Linked DNA regions of Mus musculus: all the other regions are linked to region 1. Evidence: chromatin contacts called from public Hi-C and promoter capture Hi-C data. All regions are on one chromosome and are shown on one strand. The core of a region is the stretch at or near the end of the contact, and the rest is flanking DNA. Distances in the headings are between cores, read along the strand shown.

Region 1 (5,155 bases), core at 1,497-3,996:
GCTAGTTTGCTATCAACTTAACCCAAGCTAGAGTGAGTCATCCGAGAGAAGGGAGCCTCAGCTGAGAAACTGTCCCCATAAGATCCAGCTGTAAGGCATTTAAATATATATATATATATATATTGATCAGTTAGGAGAGGGCCCAGCCCATTTGTGTGCTATCTCTTGGGAACTATAAGAAAGCAGGCCCGTGGAGAGTTAGCCAATAAACCCTTCTCCTCCATGGCCTCTCCATCAGTCAGCTCCTGCCTCCAAATTCCTGCCCTCATGAACTGTTATATGGAACTGTGAGCAAAATAAAGCCATTCCTTCCCAAGTTGCTTTGACCATGTACTGTTCTAGGATGAGAGGCGACATCATCTGTTTGCAGCCTTGTTTTTAAAAGGAGAGAGACTATGGGAGAGTGGGGGCTCTAAATATCCTTTAGGGAGCAAGTGTGTATAATAGTTCATCTTGTGAAATCACACAAAGTCTCCATTGGTAGCAGCTGGTGATGAAGCACATTCCGTTCATGCCGTGGGATTCTGAGTCTGCTCGGAAGCATGAAATGTCTCCAGTTTTGTTTTAAAATAAAGCTTTTTTTTGCAACAGGGTTTCTTTATGTAGCCCAAGCTGGCCTCAGACTCACAATCCTCAGTAGGGTCTCCTTATGTAGCCCAGGCTAGCCTCAAGCTCACCACCATCCTCTTGCTGCATTGCCCCAGTGCTGGCGTTACAGGGATATACCACCGTTCACGGGAAAGGCAGGGGTGGGAGGGCATTTTTTATTATGTGGGGGAAAAGACAAGCTGTAGACTCATGTTTCTGCTCAGATGTGAACAGAGCTCGCTTGGAGATGGCTCTGAGCATCACTGTGGTGTCCGGGGAGATGTTGGAGGTAGGCTTTCCAATAGGTTTGGACTATGGAGGACTTGCCCTAAAAACACATTTTTTTTAAGCAGAAGAAAAAAGAAAAAGAAAAGAGGTGGCTCTGATTTGAAAGCTGAAGGGAGCAGACAATGCAGGAATGATAACACTGTCCACCTCACAGTTTCCTAGTGTGAGCACTGACAAGCATCCATGTCACTTGACCTGGGGACCAGCCAGCTCTCCTCCTCTAGACTCAGCCTAGCAGCCACAGCAGAAAAGAAGTAGAGAGGCTTGCTTTTACAGTGGCATCTCTCCCTACCTGCTACTGTCTACTATGTGTTCTTTCAAGTTCATGCACGGAAGTCCGTATCCCCACAGTACCTCAAAATGCAGCCTTGTTTGTAAATAAAGGCCATTGCAGATGTGTTTAGGAAAGCTGAGAACATTCTAGCATACACCCAAGTTCACAGTGATAAGAAGGACGACACTGGGGCACAGACACACACTGGAGGAACTCTATGGAAGAGCAAAGGCAGAAGTGGGTGGCGCCCTTAAGGCCAAGGGCAGTCAGGATGCCAAGTGCCCAACAGAAGGCAGAGGCACCTGGGTCAGACTCTCCACAAACCTCAGAAGGCACCAGCCCTGTGCTCCTTTTTCTCATGGCAGTCAAAGCTGTGCAACAGGCTTCTACCAGCTAAGCCATGAAGCCCTAGGTGGGGTTCTGCATCACGATAGCCACAGGAAAAGCATGCACAGTGTTGCTTTAGAACTACGTCAGTATTTGAGTGAGTTTACACCAAACTGTCCCAGGGTTCCTTTTGCCCTCCAGGAGCCCCCACCCAGCTCAGTACTTACTGTCTTCAACCATTTTCACGGAGAACCTAGAGGACCGTGCCTTGAACGCCATGGCTGAGGACCAACCGGTGTGCAAAGCTTGGCCTTAGCTGAAGCAGATTCTCGCCTGGAGAGTGACACAGTACTTGAGAGGATGGTTCCCCCAAACCCACAGCCCACTTTGAACTGAGTGACTTGCATTTCCACTATGTGGACTAACACTGCCTATTCCCTGTATCCAGGTTTAATGGAATCTACTATTCCCCTCCTGGGCAAGGCTGGCCCATATCTTCCTGTTCTCGGAACACACCAGCTTTGGTCTGCCTGGAGCCTCTGGGGAGCCTCTCACCTAGGTGAGGTTGGAAGGGTGAGGGGCGGGACTTCTCCCTTTAAAACTGGGCTCAGATGTCACTCTGAGAGACCTTCCTGCACCAATGCATGTAATGACCCTTCGTTTTCTTCTTTACAAGGTCAAGTGGTTACCTCTTACAAGACTTTTATTGCATATGTCTTCCAGAATGCAATCTGCACGGAAGCAAGCCCTCTGTTCCACCTGTTAGAGCTCCCGACGCTATGCTATGCTAGGTTCCCTTCAAAATGAAGTGAGTTTTCCTGTTTGCAGAAGCTCAACTAGTGTTCCAAATCTCAACGAAGCAGGGCCGAGGGTGGAGCCCAGGATTGCTTGCAGTCTGAGCATCTCTACCTCAGCCAAAACACTACCAGAGAATCCTGCCTCCTAACACCCCAGCTTCTCTTGGCACACCACACCCTGGGGCAAGAATGCAGCAGCAAGGGAATGGACCAGTGCTTAAATGGGGCCTGTCATAGATAAAGTGGAAAAGAGCACCGAAGGACGCAAAGCCTTGCAAGGGACCCAATAGAGTATTTGATCTCGGACCAGAGCCCCACAGCCACCCCGCTGGAGCCCACCCCCAAGCCCCCTGGCCCAGCCCCGCGCGCACCAACCAGCCGCGTGCACTCAGCTTGCTCCGAAGCCTCGGTCGGCAATTCTCCAGTCTTCTGGTCCTGAACTGCGTTTGCGACGCCAAGGCAACTATTCTCACAGGAGCTGTGATGTCATAAAGCCCCGGAGGCGGGCCCGGGCACACTGGGCGGGCTGGCGGGCCGGCGGGCGCGGAGTACTGTGCAGGACTGTGGCAGCTAAAGAGCAGAAGACACGGACTCAGGGAAGGGACAACGACTAGAAGCAGAGCGATCCGGGTTGTTGCAACCCTGCAACCCGGGGACAGGGTACGTTTGCCCAGCGCACTAGCTTCTTTCACCCCCAGATTCTCCTGCCCATCCGTAAAGGATTTTGTTGCAGCTAGGGCACAGACAACAGCCTGGCTCTTCAGAGAATATTTAGGAGTCTTGGGGCCGGGGAGGACGACGGTAAAACAGTCTACAGGCTAGGAATGTGCCAAAGACAGTCTCCCTTAGCTCCTGGCGCTACTCAGGGTCGCTGGCGCCACCCAGTGGGTGGAGAGATAGAACCAAGGCAAGAAGGCCAGGGGTAGGAGTGTAGAAGGATCCTGGAATGGGTCAGGGACCCTTGAATCACCAAAGGGACAGTATCCCGCAGGGCAGTCCAGCGCTGGGCATGGGGGAGCCAGGAAGAAAGGGTGGGCCCTGCATATGTGGTTTGTTGGTTTTGTTTGTTTGTTTGTTTGTTTGTTTGTTTGTTTGTTTTTTATGCAGCTAGTGTTAAATACTCTTTGCAAGCAAGTGGCTCCCTGCCTGGTGTTGGAGGAGGGCCCTTACACTGTGGTCTAGAATTCCCAATATTCTGGCCTCAGCTTCCCAGTAGGCTGTCAAAATAGCCAGACAAACTACAAAACAAAACAAAAATAATAGGAAGAAAGAAAGGAAGAAGAAAGAAGAAGGAAGAAGGAAAGAAAAAGAGAGAAAGAGAGAAGGAAGGAAGAGAAAGAGAGAGAGAGGGAGGGAGGGAGGGAGGGAGGGAGGGAGGGAGGGAGGGAGGAAAGAAGGAAGGAAGGAAGGAAGGAAGGAAGGAAGGAAGGAAGGAAGGAAGGAAGGAAGAACAACAGTAAAACCTGCACCAGGTTTGGAGTGCTTATTTATTCAACCAGTCAAGCAAATATTTCAGAAATCATTCATCTTTCACACCACGAGGGCTTTTACGAATTTAGAAAAATAAGCCACCAAAAGAGAACAAATGAGGGTGCTACCATTCCTGGTGTTAGCACACCTGTCCTGAGTCCCCGGTGAACCCTCACAGGGTGTCCTTTAAGCCAGGTATTGTTCTCAGCGCAGATCCATTCAGTACTTACTACCATCCTGATGACTAGGTCCGGTTCTGAACCACCACCCCTCAGCATGAGGAACCAATGTGAGCCTAAGATCCTAGAAGAAAGGCACACTGTGTTCAACATTGTACAAGCCAGAGTGATCGGTGAAACCTCAAAGACTGCGGAGAGTTGGAATGCTGCAAATCTAGAGCCAAAATTATCTGAGGTAATACTAGCCCTCGAAACAGCCACTGTGATTGACAGAACATTCTTGTAACTGTTACATAACTCTTCTCGGAATGTTCACACCTCTAACTTCTACCAACACAAAGGCCGAGAATGTCCTCAGATGGCATCTGAGGCCCACAGCAGAGAGCTCCACACCCTTCCTTGTAACCCAAGTCTGTGTTCCTCGGCCATAGCCGCTCAGTGTTTGGCTAGTTACTTCCTGTGAAGCAGAGCTGGTTTTACGTCAACACCGGTGAAGGCAGTTACCCAGACACGCTCCAACTCCCACCTCTTGTGGATCTTATGCATTATTCAAAACGATGTGTCTCGTACCAGAGATCGGGGAAGCCTGGAGGCGTGCTCGGTAAAGACGATAAGCTTTCTGCTGTGCCTCTTGGTTCCTCGGAAGGTTAGAGAAGAGATCATCTAGAAGATGTGGCATGGTATGGAAATTTAAACAAATTTTTACTTACGGGGTGGGAGAGCTCAGAGGACAACTTAGGGGAGTGGATTCTCTTTCCACCCTGTGGCTTCCTGGGATCAAACTCAGGTTAGCAGGCTTGGTGACAAATGCCTTTGCCTGCTGAGATCTTTAATCTTAGTCTAACATTTGATGATGAAAGCTTATTTTAAAAATTAAGGAGATGGTGTGTAGTAAGGCCACTGTAGCTGTCCCTGCAAAAGCCCTCTATGTGGTGGCCTGGGTCCTCCTACAAATCTCTTTCCAAGCCGGGCGTGGTGGCACACGCCTTTAATCCCAGCACTCGGGAGGCAGAGGCTGGCAGATTTCTGAGTTCGAGGCCAGCCTGGACTAACAAAGTGAGTTCCAGGACAGCCAGGGCTATACAGAGAAACCCTGTCTCAAAAAAAAAAAAAAAAAAATCTCTTTCCAGCACCAAGTATGTCTAAAGTTCAAAAGTTTTCATAATAAAATGTTTTGGGAAAAACTATCAATATTCCTAAAGGGGAATTGTTCTCTTTCTCTATCCTTGAAA
Region 2 (5,155 bases), core at 1,080-3,579, 160 kb after region 1:
ACATATATATGCATATAGGGTTTTTTTTTGCATATGTGTTGGTGTACCATGTGCATACCTGGTACCCAAGGAGGTCAGAGGAGGGCATCAAATCCACTGGACTTGGAGTTACAGATGGTTGTGAGCCATCATGGGTTCTGGGAATCAAACCTGGGTCGGCTAGTGCGCTTAACCACTAATCATGTCTCTAGCCTCTGTCATCATTTCTTGACAGTACTCCATGACATTCTACAACTTCAAGCCCTTTGAATGATTTTTTTAAAGATTTAGTTTATTATTTTATATTATGTGTGGAAGGGTGTATGCACATAAGTGAAAGTGCCCAAGGAGGTTAGCAGCTTTATATTCCCCTGAAGCTGAAGGCACAGGCCATTGTGAGACACCCAGGTGGATGCTGGGAATCAAAACCAGGTCCTTGGAGAAAGCAACCAGTGCTCTCCACTGCCGAGTCATGTCTCCAGCCTGTGAAGGGATAATTGTTAATACTAGCATTTGAAGTTTGAAGGGCTTCTCCCTCATCCTGCTCTTGGGTATCTTATGACCCTCAGGTTATCTTATTGTCTCCTGGAGCCTCTGCTCCTTCTAAGTTGCTCACCCTCAAACCTCTGTTCTTGAGTGCCCTTAAGGCTGTGTTTCTTGCTGGTTCCTTTCTAGAGTGTTGATGGTCTCTGTTCTTATGGACAGCTTTCCTGCTGGTAAAAGTCTCTCCTGTGAGGAAGCAGAGCAGGTAGATGATATTCTGGAGTGCTCCTTTACAAAGGGCCTGGTGAAGAAGAGATTCCCAACCCCGAAGCCATATTTGCCAAGTGGACAGCCCTGCTAGTAAAATGCTGTGTGTCAGAGAGGAGTATGAGGGAGTCGTTTCTCTCCTTGTACCACATGAGTTCCAGGAGTTTCCCTCAGGTGTTGAGGCTTGCCAGCAGGCACTTTATCCATTGAGCTATTTCACTGGCTCTATTGTGTTGTGTTTGTCTTATTCTTAAGTATGAGACAATTGCAATCTCCACTTCTCTTTGAACCTATACACACAGAGCAACTTCAGAACTTGCCAAGTGTGTTTTTAAAGACTGTTGTTCACGAAGTTTCTCATTGCCTATGTTACCATCAAAGTACACAGCATGTATCTGTGACAGGGTGGTGGTGGCAAAGTCACAGACCTGAGGGAATTTCCCTGATGGCACATGCTGCTGAAGTGGGTGAAGGGTGGCACAAACTGTAGTCTCAGTACTTGGTAGGCTGAGCCAGGAGGCTTACTGTAGCTGGATTGTGTCTACTTTGTGGGTTCTTCTTTCTTCCACCCTTTTCTACCCTTTTCCACCCTTTCCACCCCTAACACTAGATAGGAGTGAAAAATGGATAGAAAGGAAAGGGGACAGCAGTATCCTTACACCACTTCCTGCTGATGAGGGGTGTCAGGTTCCTTGGAACGAGTTTGCTCTTTGCTGTCAGGATACCTAATTTCTTCCTTTTCTTGCTTCCTTTGTGAGCATGACGACTAAACAAACCGTGACCAACAACAGCAAAAAACCAACAACCCTGCCTCTTGAGGCCCTAGCATTTACATACCCTCTCAAAAGTCCTCAGAATTCTAAATGTCACACAATCGCAGAAACTATCTGCAGCTGGCAAAATCACACTCCTGCTAGAGAACGAGGCAAATCATAGTCAGCTGCTGTGGGCATCTGATGCAGCTGGCAAAATCACACTCCTGCTAGAGAACGAGGCAAATCATAGTCAGCTGCTGTGGGCATCTGATGCAGACCTTATCCCACACCTGGGATTAAAACAAAAACATATTTCCATGATATTTCTGTGTTTTTCAAAGAAGCCAAAACTCCAAAACTGTCACTACAGTTGACTTCGAGTTTGAGACCCTGGGCTACACAGAAAGACCTTGCCAGGAGTGCTGTTATTGTTTTTCATGCTGGCTTGCTTGCTTTATAGCTGGAGAAGCCTCTCTGCAGATCTTTTCCTGGTTTTAGATAACTCATTTGTTTTCTTAAATGTAGTGGTTTTTTTTTTAAATATTTTTGCATATTTTGGATATGAGTCCCTTGTCACATACATCTTTGCAAAAACTTTCTCCACAAAGCAGTGATTTAACAGTAGTGTCAAAATGGAATTAACTTTGAGGCCATCAGCTCCCAGGTTCTCCTCAACTAAGCTAGCTGTATGGAGTATCCAGTTTACCCTGGGATTGGATGCAGGGACCAGGGCTGGGAAAGATTAAAAGCACCACTTCAAAGGCATTGGATTTGAGAGGCCCGAAACCATCCAAGCACACAAGACTGAGTAAGCTGAGGACGAGAGATGGTTCTAATTCCAGAGAGTTTGGCTGGAGATGCATATTTAGGAGATGACGTATCTAAGGGTGGCCTTTGGAGATCTGGCCGTGATCAGCTGAGGAAGCCCTGTAAACTGAGAAGTGTGAGCCTAGGGCTAGCTAGCCCCGGGTGTTTGAAGGTTGCATAAAAGACAGAGAAGGGAAGGAATGATCAGGGAAAAGAACAAACCATGATTGCAGAAACCAAATCAAGAAAGAATTGGGGAGCGAGGGGGTTGGAGAGGGGTTTCTGTTGATCCTGAGAAAAAGCAGCAACCCTCCCTATGGGCTCACTGAATCAGGGATCAGAGAAACACCAAGGACTTGGCCACAGACTAGGCTGAGGGATACGAAGGAGAGAGGTGTTCTATGGGGCAGGCTGAAGCTCAGTAGTACAAATAGACATGGCAAGACTATCAGCACCCCAAGGGCGGGACTTTTGAATCCATGGTGTTCTCCGTGGACCACAGTCAGTGTTGACCCTGAAATTTGAAAGTCACTGAGTTTAGGCCACTCACCCTTGATTTCCACACTTGATGCAGAGTGAGGTTTCTGGTACCGCCATGATGAAGTGTTGAGCCTGGGGCTTCCTCATCAGACAGCTTTGGTGACAGCCCTGGGGGCCAAAAGCCCAGGAGCAGAGTTGTCAGAGTTGCATCCCCTGATGCCTCACTCCCTGCTGTGAAGATGACATTGTATCTGTACCCTCACATAGCCATCTCCCTGTATAGATCTGTATCCTGATTCTCTTTTTTTATTAGGACACCAGTCACATAGGGTAGAGTCCATTCTATGACTCCATTAGAGACCCTGCCTCCTGGTGCACTCACATTCTTAGGCAATGGGGTTAGTACTTCAGGGTTTTAATTTGGAGGAACATATTTCAGCCCATAATAGGGCAAATCCCATGAGTCCTAACATGGCATACCATGTAAAAAGCATGGTGTAGCATCCTCTGGTGGACATGGGAGGGACAGGTGGCTGCCTTTCCCAGACCCCAGAGGTCTCCTTGACTTTCTCACCTATCCTAACCACAGGCTCGCTGGTTGGCCAGAGACTCTCAGACCACCCTGATGTGAGGAAAATAGGGTTCACAGGCTCCACGGAGGTGGGAAAACACATCATGAAAAGGTAGGTGGATCACATGAGCCATGGTATCTGGGTATAGAGATGGTGACCCCACAAGCTGGGTGCTGCTTCTTAGGTTTTGGTGGATATAGCCAACCCCAGCATGTTAATACAGGTTGAGAGTTTTCTATAAGCCCTTGAGAGGCTCAGTGGAGGCCACACAGGCCAGCAGGGTTCTGGTACCATGTTACTTCCTAACCCCAGCAGTGTAGAAGTCAGCGGATCTGACTTGAGATTGTCATAAATATGAACTAGACACTGATTTTAAAAACTCAACACACACTAATATGTACTCATCCATAGCTTTTATATTGATTACAAACCGACCCAGTGAAGTTATAGATACAATAGATTAAATGGAATCTATTACAGTTGGTTTTCTGTATCCATGGCAGATTCAAACAGCTGCAGATTAGAAATATTTGGAAAGTCAATTTTGCCTGGGCTGAACATGTCCAACCTTACATTTACCTAGCCAGTACACGTATTCATACCATGCTCCCATAGTGTTAGGCATCATGAACAGAGAGCTGTGGGTACCAGAAGATGAATACAGCTTTAGTGCATATTGTCCATAAGGAGCCTCAGCACCTGCGGGCTTTGGTACATACATGGCTGCTCTGAGTCACCTGTGGGCAGTGCTGGGGCAGGGGAGCCCATACCCTTGGTGGTCTAGAACAAGAAGACCTGTTCTCTCAAGCCATGTTTGGTACTTACTTTAAGTGGCATGGCTGAAGTATGACTCTTGCCCATGGACACATGTCTGTAATTTCTAACATCTTTCTGCTTGGTCACTAAAACCCTGAGACATCCCTGACCAACACAGCTCTCTGACCACAGCTACTCCAGCTGAGGGGTCATTCTCTTTAGGTCATACTCAATCCACATTCCTGGAGCACCAGCTGCGTGCTAGGCACTGGGATGTCATAAGAACCAGACTAGTGCATGCTACTGTAGGGAGGCATGTCTTCTCACAGATGGAGTCATTCATAAACAGAATGTGGAGCCCAGCATCTGACAGATACACAGGGAGGTGAGGGTTTTATATAGGAGGGTCAGAAAAGGACCCTATGAAGGGGACAGAGTGGAGGGGAGAATGACATCTGTGAATATGAAAGGCTGCACCTGGGCCAGGTGTTAGGGGAATAGGAGCTGGCCCAGTGGTAAGAGGTGGAGTGGATTGTAGGCACAGGGGTGGTGTCTGGTGGCTCTTTGGAATCTAACACACCCTGGACTTGCCTTGTACTCTGCCTGCAAGCCCCTGTGATCTGGGCCATCTGACATTAGCTCTGCCCCTCTGTTCCTTCCAGCTGTGCCCTGAGTAATGTGAAGAAGGTCTCCCTGGAGCTGGGTGGAAAGTCACCCCTTATCATCTTTGCTGACTGTGACCTCAACAAAGCTGTGCAGATGGTGAGGCTGGGCCTGGGGTAGAGAAAGATGGGAACATATGGGAGAAAGAAGTGGGAGGTGTTGGGGCAGAGGCAGAGAGATGGGAGCACAGCATCTCTCAGCATCTATGGTTAGCCTAAGCTGTACAACCACCCATGATGTCACCACAAGTATAAGTGGCATAGTGAGGAGCATCCTTGGGGCAAGGATGTTCCCACAGTGTGTTCCCAGCATGTCCTAACTGTCATACCGTTGAGCTAGATGCATGGATTGGGAACATGAGCAGGCTGCCTCTCGTGGCATTGGTGGAAAGCA
Region 3 (5,155 bases), core at 846-3,345, 140 kb after region 1:
TGGCCAGCAGCAGCCAAGGGTCTGTGGCTTTGTGGCATACCCTGAGAAAACTTTCCTGGGGGTCTGTGTCCCTGAGAAAGTGCAAAGGTCTCAAGGATGCCCGAGGCTTGAGGCATCCAGGTCCTCAGATCTTCTGGATAGCATCTGTGCTCCCAAAGACTGGGTCTAGGTCCGCCTCAGCCTCGTGTGTAGATTACAGCTCTTCCAGGTCTCTCCTGTTCCCCCTGAAGGCTGGTCTCAGGCACACTCACCCTAGGGTCACATCAGCCCCCATGCCACTTGGCCCTCTCAGCCCTGTGGAGCTTCAGCTGGGCTGCAGATAGCAGGGACTCATCGGCTGTCTCTTGGCTTCTCTCCCGCCATAGAAGCTGACGTTTTTCAACTCGACACTCAACACTTCAGGACTGGTGGCTCAGGGAGAAGCTCTACCCATCCCAGGAGCCCATCGTCCAGGCCTAGTCACCAAAGCGGGACTCATCCTCTTTGGGAATGATGATAGAATGGTAAGCACACTGTGAGTCACCGGCCTGGATCATAGGTTCAAAGTTACCCACGCTGCTGTCCTTGGGCTCAAAGCCTACAGGAAGACCCCAGGCTGCCCTTGAAGAGACAGAAAGAACCGAGTGTAAAGGGAGAAGCTGCCACAGGAGCACAGTTTCCCTCTCTCTGAATGGGGTGGCTGCTGAGCTCTGGTAGTTATTACTGGACTTTGCATATCGGAATAGCTGCTGAATTGAATGGAGTGTACTTAGGCACCAACCGCTATTTAAAAACCACGAACAGGCATCCCACTTCATTCTCCAGACAACCCTAGGAGTTAATTATAGATATTGTTTGCATATTTCAGAGGAGCAAATCAAAATGAAAAGACTTACCAAGTTTACCCAAGGTTTCTCAAGCTAGTCAGTGCCAGAGCTGGGCTTCGGACCCTAAATCCTGGCCCTGAGACTGCCGTGGCCCTGAGACTCCACTCTGGGAATTTTCTCACAGGTGTGGTGAGAGGCAAGTCTCCAACACTTTGCATCCTTGACTGTGTGAGTGTGGCTAAGGTGGGGAGGGTGGAGAGTTGTGCAGTCTGACAAGGTTCTCTCCTGTATTCTCATGCCGTTGTATTATGAGAGGCCAAGGCTGTCTATCAGCTGCCATTTAACAGTGGGTGGGCACTTAGGTATGTATAACGCATGTGTGCAGACTGAAGTTATCTGTCTGTTATTGAGATCCTATAAATAGCATCTGAGAGGGAAATTCTCCCACAGATGATTATTCAGGAGCACCCTAAGGGGGAAAAAAATCCCATGTGGCTATGAGGGCAGAGCAAAGCCACGAGGTAAGGAGTGGGTTTGTCTGATCCAGGTGTCTCTGAGGATCCATTGACTTTGCCTCTGCCCTGAACATGTGCTCACGGGTCAGCATCTGCTGTTCTTGTCCTTGGAATAGTGTGGAGCCCTTGGCCTCTCTGGTCACAGATGCTTTCGCATCAGGTGCAGTGAGGATGGGACTGTGCAGTAGGCTGTCGGTGGCCAGCTCCTGGCAGCAGCTGGAGGCTGGTGTTAGCATTCAGGAGGGGTAGGTTCCCCAAGGCCCTGGCTGTCTCTGCCCCTGCAACCATCCAAACAACAGAGCACAGAAGCCTTCGGGAAACATGACTCAGGCTTGTCTGCTGGGTCTAGCTGGCCTTCTGCTTGCTGACAGTTCTAGAATATCTTCAAAGGCAACTGCGTTGCTCTAGACACTGTGTTTGACCCTGGTTGTGACTCTGGAATATTCTTATATCTACCTCAGATTGCCAGATTTTGTAATGTATTTGATGAGTTACTTGAACTCTGTTTGTTCATACACAATTGTCTAATACATGTTAGAAGGTTGGACAGAGGAAAGATAAGATAAATGAGTTTGGATGAGCTGGCAGCAGGCTGGCTTGCCGTCACTGAGAAGGGTGACTCTGCCTGCACTGCACACTTAACACAAGCTCCGCAGAGCTGGAGCCAGGCTCTGCCAGGAGTGCTGTCCTCGAGGGTGCAGACCAGGACTGGACTCTCCTTGTATCCTTTCCTCTCTCCACCTGTATCTCAGGCAGCCGTTTGTCCTCCAGATGTTGCCACCGGCTTCTGGGAATGATCCCATGACTAACGCTGCATTGTTGACTCAGCTGACTTTCACTGTAGTGCTGCAAGCATTTTTTTTTTTTCTGATGAGAAGCTGTCGCTGTCCTTTTAGTAGAAATAACATCGTTATTCAACAAAAGAAAGCACTTGGCTTGTGGCACTCAGTGGTAAGGGCCTGCTTGACATGAGGGAGGCCCTAGCTCTCTCTCTCTCTCTCTCTCTCTCTCTCTCTCTCTCTCTCACACACACACACACACACACACACATGAACATATGCAGTGCACACATATACACACTCATGCACCCTGCACACACAGAGTCTAGAAAGCAAGCAGCAAGCCCAGAGTGGCAGGTGATGGACAATTAGGATCAAGGACAGACATGCATTGTACGGTTTCTTCCGTATGCCTAGGACAGTGTGTCTCAGTTCTGTCATCTCCTGTGGCTCTGAGGGTTGGAGGCTATCTTGGCTCTGAGGGTTGGAGGGAAATTGCGAATTCCCTGCTCAGCTGCCCATCCTGTTCTGGTCCTATTGAAGTTCTCCCTTTTGCAGTTGCTGGTGAAGAATATCCAGCTGGAAGATGGCAAGATGATGCCAGCCTCCCAGTTCTTCAAGGGGTCTGCTAGCAGTGCCCTGGAGCTGACCGAGGAGGAGCTGGCCACAGCAGAGGCCGTGCGGGTAAGACACACCTTCAGTGGTGCCACACAGCTGGGCAGATTGTACCCTGTACATGTGTCTAATGTGTTCACATTCCCTGGAGTTGGGGATGCACTGGCCTTAATCAGCATTGCCTCTGTCCCGAGTTGGCACTTTCTGATGTCTTTGGTCCCTTCTTCCTTTGTACCTGGGCCCCTGGGATTTGGATCAACTGAATCTGGCTTTTCTAGGGACTCACTCCAAACAGTTAACAAATGAAATTTAGCTTTGGAATAGTTAAAGGTGGGGCCTTAACCCTGTCACCTGTGATGCGTGTGTGTCTGGAACTCACACAGTAACATCCAGACGGTGACCAGCAAAGCTTCAGAGACAGGATCCCTTCTAGCTCCTTCCCTACACAGTCTGTCATTCCCACTTCACCCCCTCCCAGTAAGCACACCAGAGAGGGGAAGGGAGGCGAGAACAACCTCAGGTGGCAAGTAAGTGCAACAGAAACAGACTTCTCTAGGAGACAGACTTTAGAGAGCAACTCGTTTTTATTGGGGGGTGGGGAGGTGGGGAATAAAGGCTTGTTAAACTTTATGGGTGAGTAAGTTATATGGGGTATGTATACAGCATTACCAGGGTGCCAGGGTGCTGGGGATGCCTCGTTTGCATATGGAGGGTGCAGTGCTACTGGACATGGCCTTAACCTGGCTTAACTATGAGACTTCCTCTGCTGTCAGCAAAGGTGGGGGTGCAGGACTACATGTGCCTGGGACATGCAGGCCTGAGTCAGGGGACGGAGTAGTCCAACTTCCTACCGCTCTCAAACATGACTCGACTCCACTCCTGCTCAGGACTGGCTCTCCCCCACAATGGTCTACAGGTAGCTTCCTCCTCTGGTGATATAGCCTGAAGCTGGGTCAGCAGCCACTTCCCAGGATCTGTTCCTGGCCCCTCCCACTCTGTCTCCCTGTGGTACTGAGCCTTGCTGAGCAGATGACACTGAAGGGTTTCAGCTTAGTCATCCATCCAGACAGGGGCTCAAGGACAACTGCTCCTCTGCCTGAGAGGACTCTATCCAGATAAACCCATCTGAGAGGCCAGCCATGTAAGTTGAATCTTCACTGAGTGCACAGGTCTTAGCAGCATGCATAGTAGAGGGTGTTGGTGTGCCCATGAGGCTGCCCTGGGGCTGTAGCTTGCCCTACCCTAGGCATCAGGAGCAGACTCCACCATACAGGTAGTCTGGAGAAAACTCCCAATGCAGAATTCCACGTGGACTTTACAGCACATGAAGAATCCATGTGTGTCCCTTACTTAACAAGTACCACCCTCATACCATGTGAAAAGAGAGTGGTAAGTCCTCACAAGCTAAGGGACTTGGGGACACTTGCTGAGCTCCTCCTGATTGCCAGACAGTGGGTGGGAGTGGTGGGTGAAGCTGCTGTCCATGTAGAGCTCCTATCGGTGCAGACAGTAAGATAGCTTTGGAAGACATTCTGTACAGAACAGGGCCTGTGAGACGAGGCCTCAGAGATGGGGTCAGTGTTGGAGGGAAGCTGAGAGCTGGCTACAGAGAAAAGATCTGGATAAACCTTAGCCCAGAGGACTATGTGTGTAAGGACATTGCAGGTGCAAGAACACCACAGGTGCAGGGACAGCACAGGTGCAGGGACAGCACAGATGCGGGAACTGCACAGGTGCAGGGATAGCACAGGTGCAGGGACAGCACAGGTGCAGGGACAGCACAGGTGCAGGGACAGCACAGGTGCAGGGACACCAAAGTGCAGGGACAGCCCTGTTTGAAAAGGTCACCTCTGCCATGATCTGAAGCTGAATGGAGGTGGGTCACAGCTGGGACCAGTGTTATAACACTGAAGAGTAAGACTCTACAAGAGACAGTCATGAGGTGCCACGTGGTCCAGGATAGCAGAGAGCAAGCATCTTCCCTAGGAAAGCTGGGCACTTTAAATGTCTGGGAGAGAAAGGAGGAGGAAAGGGAGGAAGGAGGGAAGAAGAGAGAGGAGGAAGGAAGAAAGAAGGGAGAGGAGGGAGGGAACAGCTCCACATTTGCTAGATTTAACCCCCTCCCTCCAAATAAAGAAATTTTCAGGATATTCTTGGAGCAGCCGCTGTGGCTGTAACCCTGCTTCTGAGCCTGTTCAGGGTCACTGGACCAGCTGGACCAGCAGGCTCTTAGCCAAAGATGCTTGCTTACAATGGCTGCTGTGGAGTCCTGTGCAGCAGGGTGGAAGTTGTCCCAGTGGATGTTACGACTGGGTAGTTCAGTCTGGCATCTGTTAGGGACAGCCTTCCTACCATAACCACTGGGGGTGCCGGCCGATGTGCTCTCCTCACTTGCCCAGTAGGCCAGCAGCTTGTTCTGCTGTACTTCAGAGGGTGCAGG

What was found. Promoter capture Hi-C pulls out the DNA fragments that hold promoters and counts their contacts. Hi-C and Micro-C count contacts between places; a contact is called where the count stands out from the background.
Region 2: a Hi-C map of embryonic fibroblasts shows a contact between it and region 1, with 4 times the contacts expected there. The contact joins the enhancer-like site here to the promoter of Cfap100 in region 1. A contact is called at or near these places in 7 of 39 promoter capture datasets (the 3T3-L1 cell line, 3T3-L1-derived adipocytes, cranial neural crest and 4 more), 2 of 15 datasets of contacts at CTCF or cohesin (embryonic stem cells and pro-B cells), 52 of 484 Hi-C or Micro-C datasets (the 63-12 cell line, the AtT-20 cell line, the Ba/F3 cell line and 30 more), 8 of 115 datasets of contacts at active chromatin or transcription factors (embryonic stem cells, neural progenitor cells, neural stem cells and 2 more) and 5 of 9 other capture datasets (adipose tissue, embryonic stem cells, embryonic tail and 2 more).
Region 3: a contact with region 1 is called in a promoter capture Hi-C map of trophoblast stem cells, with 2.2 times the contacts expected there. The contact joins the enhancer-like site here to the promoter of Cfap100 in region 1. A contact is called at or near these places in 16 of 39 promoter capture datasets (the 3T3-L1 cell line, 3T3-L1-derived adipocytes, the SN4741 cell line and 10 more), 2 of 15 datasets of contacts at CTCF or cohesin (embryonic stem cells and pro-B cells), 46 of 484 Hi-C or Micro-C datasets (the 63-12 cell line, the AtT-20 cell line, the Ba/F3 cell line and 30 more), 14 of 115 datasets of contacts at active chromatin or transcription factors (embryonic hindbrain, embryonic midbrain, embryonic stem cells and 6 more) and 4 of 9 other capture datasets (adipose tissue, embryonic tail, liver and 1 more).

The regions. Positions count from the first base shown.
Region 1 is chr6:90,425,734-90,430,888 of GRCm38.p6, forward strand. It overlaps Cfap100 (cilia and flagella associated protein 100), which reads right to left and starts at 2,747. Exons shown (of 17, transcript NM_173775.3): 1 at 2,646-2,747; 2 at 1,705-1,810. The coding sequence starts at 1,756.
Region 2 is chr6:90,585,977-90,591,131 of GRCm38.p6, forward strand. It overlaps Aldh1l1 (aldehyde dehydrogenase 1 family, member L1), which reads left to right. Exons shown (of 23, transcript NM_027406.2): 17 at 3,361-3,454; 18 at 4,762-4,861. Among named protein-coding and RNA genes, the nearest start is that of Gm15756, 11 kb to the right of the region's middle. Within about 2 kb of position 2,330, at least 26 of the 459 cell types and tissues checked have an H3K27ac peak or open chromatin away from gene starts, as enhancers often do. A contact at or near this core is called in adipose-derived mesenchymal stem cells, embryonic fibroblasts and myocytes, where this site is marked.
Region 3 is chr6:90,563,981-90,569,135 of GRCm38.p6, forward strand. Aldh1l1 (aldehyde dehydrogenase 1 family, member L1) reads left to right here. Exons shown (of 23, transcript NM_027406.2): 7 at 366-503; 8 at 2,659-2,784. Among named protein-coding and RNA genes, the nearest start is that of Aldh1l1, 16 kb to the left of the region's middle. Within about 2 kb of position 2,096, at least 24 of the 459 cell types and tissues checked have an H3K27ac peak or open chromatin away from gene starts, as enhancers often do. A contact at or near this core is called in the AtT-20 cell line, granulosa cells, muscle stem cells and 6 more, where this site is marked.